Linked DNA regions of Mus musculus: region 1 is linked to region 2. A link is a contact called in public HiCAR-type data. All regions are on one chromosome and are shown on one strand. The core of a region is the stretch at or near the end of the contact, and the rest is flanking DNA. Distances in the headings are between cores, read along the strand shown.

Evidence for each region. HiCAR-type assays count read pairs that join an accessible place to other places.
Region 1: a contact with region 2 is called in a HiCAR-type map of embryonic stem cells, with 4 times the contacts expected there. The contact joins two enhancer-like sites. A contact is called at or near these places in 2 of 484 Hi-C or Micro-C datasets (embryonic stem cells and ventricular fibroblasts) and 1 of 115 datasets of contacts at active chromatin or transcription factors (embryonic stem cells).

The regions. Positions count from the first base shown.
Region 1 is chr11:81,830,221-81,833,902 of GRCm38.p6, reverse strand. It overlaps a transcript of Asic2 not described here. Among named protein-coding and RNA genes, the nearest start is that of 5530401A14Rik, 29 kb to the left of the region's middle. Within about 2 kb of position 1,327, at least 3 of the 459 cell types and tissues checked have an H3K27ac peak or open chromatin away from gene starts, as enhancers often do. A contact at or near this core is called in embryonic stem cells, where this site is marked.
Region 2 is chr11:81,611,086-81,614,927 of GRCm38.p6, reverse strand. It overlaps a transcript of Asic2 not described here. Among named protein-coding and RNA genes, the nearest start is that of Gm11418, 26 kb to the right of the region's middle. Within about 2 kb of position 2,252, at least 89 of the 459 cell types and tissues checked have an H3K27ac peak or open chromatin away from gene starts, as enhancers often do. A contact at or near this core is called in embryonic stem cells, where this site is marked.

The sequences.
Region 1 (3,682 bases), core at 78-2,577, 220 kb before region 2:
ACAGCATGACCATGGGAACTCTTATAAAGGAAACCATTTAATTGGGGCTGGCTTACAGTTTCAGAGGCTTAATCCATCATCAGCATGGTGGGAAGCACGGTGCCATGCAGAGAACTCATGGTGCTTGAGAGGTAGCTGCGAGTTTTACATCTGGATCCACAGGCAACGGGAAGAGGCAGTGAGTCACTAGGCCTGGCTTGAGCTTCTAAAACTTTAAAGTCTACTCCACCAGTGACACTGTTCCTCCAACAAGGTCACATCCTCAGTAATGCTACTCCTTATAAGTCTATGGGGACCATTTTCATTCATATCACCTCATTCTACTCCCTGGTCCTTAAAGGCCTGCAGCTGTATCAAAATGCAAAATGCATTTAGTTCAACTTCAGAAGTTCCCATAGACTGTCATGGTCTCGACAGTATTTAAAACTCCCAAGTTCTAAGTTTCTGATCCTCAAAACAATCTCTTAACTATAACACCCTGTAAAGTGAAAATGACAAAAGCAGATGACATACTTCTAACATACAATGACACAGAATATGCATTACCATTCCAAAAGGGAGGAATGGGAGCACAATGATGAAATATGGGACCAAAACAAGACCAAAAAAACCAGCTGGGCAAACTCTAAACCTCTGCATCTCCATGTCTGATATCAAAGTGTTCAGATCTTCCAGCTTTGTCGACTGCAACACAACTCTTTCTCTTGGGCTAGTTCCACTCCCCCTTAGAAGCTTTCCTCAGCAGGTATCCCACGGCTCTGGCATCTCCAAGGCTATCCAGGCTTTATCTTCAAAGCTTCACCCAGTGGCCTTTCTAGGTCTCCATGCAGGGGCATCCCTGACACACACCAGGTCTCAGTAGTTTTCCTAAGGAAGAGACATGGAGGGAGATTTCATAGCCCCTTTCTTATGTCTTTGACTATAAAGCCAGAACCAGAACCATGAGGATGAAGCTGCCAAATTCTGCTGCTTGCTGGGGCTGGAACAGGGTGCCCTTGTTCAAATACATTTTTACCAGCTTTATGCTTTGGTTGGTTTCCTTCACTGCCTAAGCTTCGTTGTCCTAGAACTTGGTCTGTAGACCAAGCTGGCCTTGAACTCTGAGATCCAGAAGTCTCTGCCTTCTGAGCAGTGGAATTAAAGATATGCACCACTATACCTGGCCCTAAGCTTTTCTTTAATTCCTTTTCACTTTTCTTTAACTCATTTTCACAAGTTGGAAGCTTAGCTGGGTGGGGGTCTCGCTCTGAGGGCACCACTCCCTTTATTCCACTTAGCATCAGGCTTTTCTTTGACCTGTTTTCACTTCCTAAAGCTCCTTTTCTCCTGCAACAATAGATTTTGCATTTTTCCTTGACCAGCTTGCTCCTTTTCATTGCAGATCTGCATAAGACTGGCTACCAATAGCTACACACTAGGTTCTTTGGAAATTTTGTCTGTCAAAGTTTAGTCTCAGCCAGATGGTTTGGTCAAGGGCAGAAGAAACTGCATTCTTCACCAAAATATTGCAAGAACATATAGGCCACATATTAATATTATTCTCCTCTGAAACCTCTTGAGTTGAGGCACCACAGTTCAAATCACCTTCAGCACCACTGTCTTCCATAATCCTACTATGCCCCATTAAGCTCCACTTAAAATGTTCAACTGCCTTTCTAATCCAAAATTCCACAGTCCAAATTCCTCTAAACAAAAACATGGTCTGGCCTATCACAGCAATACAGCACTCCTGGTACCAACTTCTGTCTTAGTTATGGTTTTATTGCCGTGATGAGACATCAAGACCAAGGCAACTCTTACAAAGGAAAACATTTAATTGGGCTTAGAGTTCAGAGGTTTAGTTCATTATCATTATGCCAGGAAGAACTGTGGCCCATAGACAAACATAATGCTGGAGAAGGAGCTGAGAGTTTTATATCTACATCTGCAGGCAGCAGGAAGAGGCAATGAGCATCTAGGCTGGTTTAAGCTTATGAAGCCTCAAAAGCTACCCCTGACCCCTAGTGACACATTTCCTCCAACCCCACCACCACCCCAACAGACCATACCTCCACTAATGCCAATCCCTAAGAGCTGAAGGAACCATTCTCATTCAGACCACCACACAAGCTATCATAATAAATGGTTGTAAATAATTATATGTCTGTGAATTGGGTATAACCTGGAAGATAATAAACTCTCGGACAGACTGATTTATTAAGAAAGAGAAAGAAGTCTCAACCATATCATTAACAGTAAAAGAGCAACAGGATAAACCATGACCTTTTCTGTAACCGTAGAAGTGTTTGACAAAACTCAACAACCTTATGGGACAAAAACTATGAGCAAATTATGTGGAGAAAGAGTGGTGAAGTGCAGGCACATGTGTTGAGCCCAAAACTGAAACTGAATGGGCAAAAAGTTGAAACAATTTTCTTTAAGATCAGGAAGAAAACAAGGATGCCCACTCTTGCCATATCTATTCAACAAAGCATTTGAAGTGCTAGGGAGAGCACTGGGCAAGAAAAATAAATAAGAGATATGCAAACAGGAAAGAATATACAATCTCTCTGTAAATCCCTAAATCTGGCAGGAAATTGTTGGAATTAATAAAAAATGAGAATGCTACAGTACACATATTCATATACAAATTATGAATGTTACAGTACACATATTCATATACAAATTATGAATGTTACAGTACACATATTCATATACAAATTAGATGTATTCCAACAGAACAGTGAACTATGTGAATGAGGAATGAAGGGCACAATGTGTGACAACATACAACACTTAGGAATAAAATTGATCAAGGGGATGAAGAGCTGTACATTGAAGACTCTGAAATGTTGATGAAAGAAGTTGGATAAGATACAAGCAAATGGTAATAGACATTTTGCTTCTGGGTTGGAAGAATTCTTACTGTTAAAACGCCCATGTTTCACAGAATAACCTATAGACTCCATATGATCTATATTAAAAAAAATCCAGCTATAGGGGACCCAGTGTCCTTTTCTGACCTCCACAGGCACAGGCATACACACACACACACACACACACACACACACACACACACACACACACGAAATAGTCATCTCAGAGTACTATTTCCACTCCACACCTCAGTGCAACATTGTTCACAACAGGCAAAATAAAGTTTCAAACTAAATGCCTGTCATTTTTTTTCTATCAATGGCAAAAAAAAAAAAAAACCCAAAAAACCACCACCACCATCAACAACAAAAAAACCTGTGAACCTGTCTCTCACATAGTATTCATATTCAGCCTTAAAAATGAAAATTTGTGACAATGTGTATGATATTGCATAACATTACATTAAGCAAAATAAGCCAGCCACAGAAAGATAAATAGTGCATGATCTCATTTATACATGGATTGGAGGGGGAAATAAGTGACCTTGTAGAAACAGTAGAATGATTGTTGCCTGGGGCTACAAAGGAGAACAGGCACATAATTGTCAAGGGCACCAAGTGTCCTGTGTAGGATGGATAAAGGCTTGTGAACTAAGGTATAGTAATGTGACTATCATGGACAAAGTTTTGCTCTGTGTTTGAAATCTGGATCTTAAGTGTTCAACCGAGAAAATACACTTTGTAAGGTATGAGAGGTGATGGATATCAGGTAGCTTGATTGTGGTAGTCGGTTTACAGTGGACATTCATAAGGAACATGAAACTGTG
Region 2 (3,842 bases), core at 1,003-3,502:
TTGTAAATTGCTGGGTTCAGGACCTGTTATAAAAAGATGTCCCTCTGGTGTGTGGCTTGGGTTTTCATTCTTTTAACTGCCCCCATGCCACCACCCCCACTTCTTATTTTGTTAGTTAAGATAAGTTTGGAGAGTGCAAAGTAAAAGAGGAGGAGGAGGAGGGGGAAGGGGAGGGGGAGGAGGGGGAGGAGGAGGAAGATAAAGAAGGGGGCTGGAGAGATGCCTCAGCAGTTAAGAGCACTGCTCTTCCAGAGGTCTTGAGTTCAATTCCCGGCAACCACATGGTGGCTCACAACCATCTGTAATAGGATCCAGTGCCCTCTTCTGGTGTGTGTCTGAAGACAGCTATAGTGTACGTCTATACATAAAATAAATAAATCTAAAAGGAGGAGGGAGAGGAGGAGGAGTAAAAGTCCTAAGAACCAGGGCAGCTTATAAACTGGATTCACTTTCAATTCCTGAAAGATCGGAATGTGAGGGAAATGAAACTGTCAGACAATCTTAATCAAGGTTCTATTAAAAGGGCCACCTCTCAGGGAGGCTCCAACTGGGTCTGCAGCCTCTATGGGACTGCACATCTACCTTGATCCTCATGGTGACCTCCCAGATGGAGGTTGTTCCTCTCTCCCCTCCTCCTACCTCCATCCACTCTGCTGTCTTGGGGTTTAATGGGCCGGTGTGGAGGGTTGAAAGGACAGTGTTAACAAGAGTCAAATCAAAAGGATATTCACCTAACTGTGTGTCTGCCTCTCTTCCTGGTTCCCCATTCTATTATTCCCATGCTGTGTGGGGGCCCAGCATTCGCTGAACATCTGGCCTCCCCCTCAGGAGGCTCAGGGTGTCCTTTTCCTCGCTGCAGTCAGTTCATGCTGGGCGTGCCCCACCCTCGGCAGGTGTAAGGTTTCTACTGGGTAGATCAAGCCAGCCTTGAACCCCAGCTCTTCCTGCATGAACTTCCTAAGTGCTGGGAATGCAGGGACATGCCAACCTTGCTCGACTGAGTGTGGTTGTTTCTGATTTATACCCCCTGCCCCAAGTCATTCGACTCAGGGAAAAACGCAAAACAAAAGCAAGATTTTAATCCAAGAGACAAGAGAAAAATGAAACTAAAACATGATACAAAGCTGAAGAACGGGAAAGATGGAAGAGAAAAGAATGGAAAAGCACAGTGTGTTTATGTATATAGTTCATGAACTCTTTAGAAGACTCAGGTTCCCCGGGGTCGGGGCGGGGGACGGAGGGGGGGGGGCAGAATCCAATCAAAAATATGTTACTTTCTCCGACTTCAAGCTCAGAATCACTAAAAAGTGGCAAACTGGTGATGTGATTCCAAACCTTTCCCTATCTTATCTTTTCAGAAGCTGCAGCAATTGCCTTTTCTTCTAGAATGTCGTCCCATTGTTTAAAAAGGAACTTCAAATTAGAATGATCTTCCCTGGGCAATTCCTGAAACAGCCACTAGATGGCAGAATGAGACCACAAAGATGCTGTGTCAGATTGGCTGCTGATCTGCATGCAGCCCGGGGAGCCGCGAGCTAGCAAGCCATCTCCTGCAGGCATCTGATTAATAATGGGGCTGTAATTATCTTTACACAATCCCGATTGCAGCTCCCGTTGTAGCCTAGCTGTTAAATTAAACTGCACAAATAAATATGCCTTGCGACTCAGCCTCCCCAGCACTGCCCACCCTGGGTGGCTTCCAGGCATATTAACATATCAAAACACAAACAGAACCCCTCCCCACTCCCTTCATTTTCATAACAAAAGGGGCCCCCTTTCATCTCCCCAGCAACCGGGTCTGTATTTAAATAGCTCTGTGAAGGCCGATAACGTTATTACTTTATTTCCCTAGTCTAGCCCTGGGATATCTGCTTCTTCGGGAAGATGGATGGATGGATTTTATTAGGAAGATGAAACACCCACGGACCCAAGCGGCCTGAAGCTTGGTGCAGAAGAGAGCCTGTAAAAGCCTCACCTAAAGGAATACTCAGAAATAACTAGGGATCCTAATTGGTCTGAGGCAGCGCTTTCCGGCTTAGTGGTCTAGGGTCAAAGGAATGAAAATGCAAACGAAATTGGGTTAGGGCCATAGGTTCCGGATGGTGGCATTATAAACTGTAGAGCCCTGGGCATGAAGACACATAGGGGTTAGAACTTCCTAGAAAGCACTTCACCCCAGCTGCAGGGCTGCTGACTTCCCCCCAAGTAACGGGAGATGTCTAGAGATCCTGCCTCCAGCCAGGGACAACTCAGGCGTGGGAGGGAGCTACACAGATGATGCAGATCCTGATTTGACTCCCAGTGTTAGAGAAGCTTGTACAATCCAAGGACTTGGCAGTACAAAGGCCTGTTTGGGGCGGCGGAAGCTAAGTCCTGAGGTTAACTCCTGCAGCAGGCACTCCTGTTAGGCCCCCAGTAGGTAGAGGAGAAGGGAGGCTTTACTCCCGAAGAGACTCCCTTCCATCATCCTAGGAGCTCCTCCTCTGCTCCCGACTACACATCGTTTGTGCTCCGTGGAATGAATGGGTGTCTGTTTCCGCACTCAGTGGAGGGGTGGGACTAAGCAAAGATGGAGAGGCTGAGGGAGGCGGGGCCGGGAGATCTGATAGTACATCTTAAGAAAGGAGAGAGGGATCAGCTAGCTTATCAACAGTCTGGTTCCCCAGGGTGAAGACAGGTAGATAGACTCGGGATAAACAGCATGGCTCTTCTGCGATGTGGTATCCTTGAACGCACGGGTTGATGAAAGCGAAAATGAATGAGTAAACATTCCAAGAAGCAGGGGCAAACTCCAGCCAGCACAGGGCTCTAGATCCCAAGAGCTTTCAGGAGGCGGTCTCCGAAAGGGCGGGGCTTTCTTTGACTGACATAGGTGATAGACATCTCATGAGTTGTGCCATCTCAGAATTGCCTATGTAACAATCATATGCATGAGGTAGTCTGCATGCATCAGCCTTACGGGATTTGTGATGTCCCAAAGGCCAAAGACCATCCTTTCCTTAGTGGCTTTGCACTGGAGAAATCTCTAGAGAACTGAATCCTCTGTTGGGCTTTGGTTTCTAACTGTGGTCGGAATTTTTGTTTGCTTGTTGGGAAGGGTTTTTCACAGTCCAAGGGACTATCTGGAGCAGTGAGGAAATGGTCTTCTTTGTTGACATTAGACCCTGGAGTGATTTTCCTATGACTTACACGGCCGTACCTCACTTGAAGAGGGCGCAGTAAGACAGAGCCATGATCATGAGAAGACCCCAGGAGAAAGGATAACCCCCTCCTCATATAGCTATAGATTTCCAGAGGAAATCCCAAAATCTCTCTCTGTCAGATCACAGTCATGAAAGGCTGCTTCGATGTATGCTCACCTGCCCAGGAGGCAGAGGAAGGACAGCCCATCCCCAGATACACTCCTCCTTAGCTGCTATAAGCCTCCTCCCTGAGTATCGCCCGCTACCTGGCGGGCTTCCCTTACAAGATAGAGTGGAGATGGGCTCAGGGGATTGTTGTCACAAGGGACTTCAGTTCCTTCCCTTGGTGGTTCATGCATTTATGCATTCCACAAAAATTAATTAAAAGTCTATTGTGTACAGACTATTACACTAATCACTTAAGAAGCCCGCAAAAGAAGACAGGGGCATAATGAAGCCTGTGTTTATCATCTTGAGTCCTGGAGTTGAACGTCAGCTCAGAAAGCAGGAGGCGCTTCCACTTCCCATTTGGCCCTAATGGGAGGGGAAGAGCGCACCACCGGCCTTGCCCAGTGTCTCAGCTCCTGGATGGGGAAGGGCTGTTTCGTGATTTGGCGTCCATGTTTCCAGTTTCATTTCATTGTCAAGAAGCCTTGCACC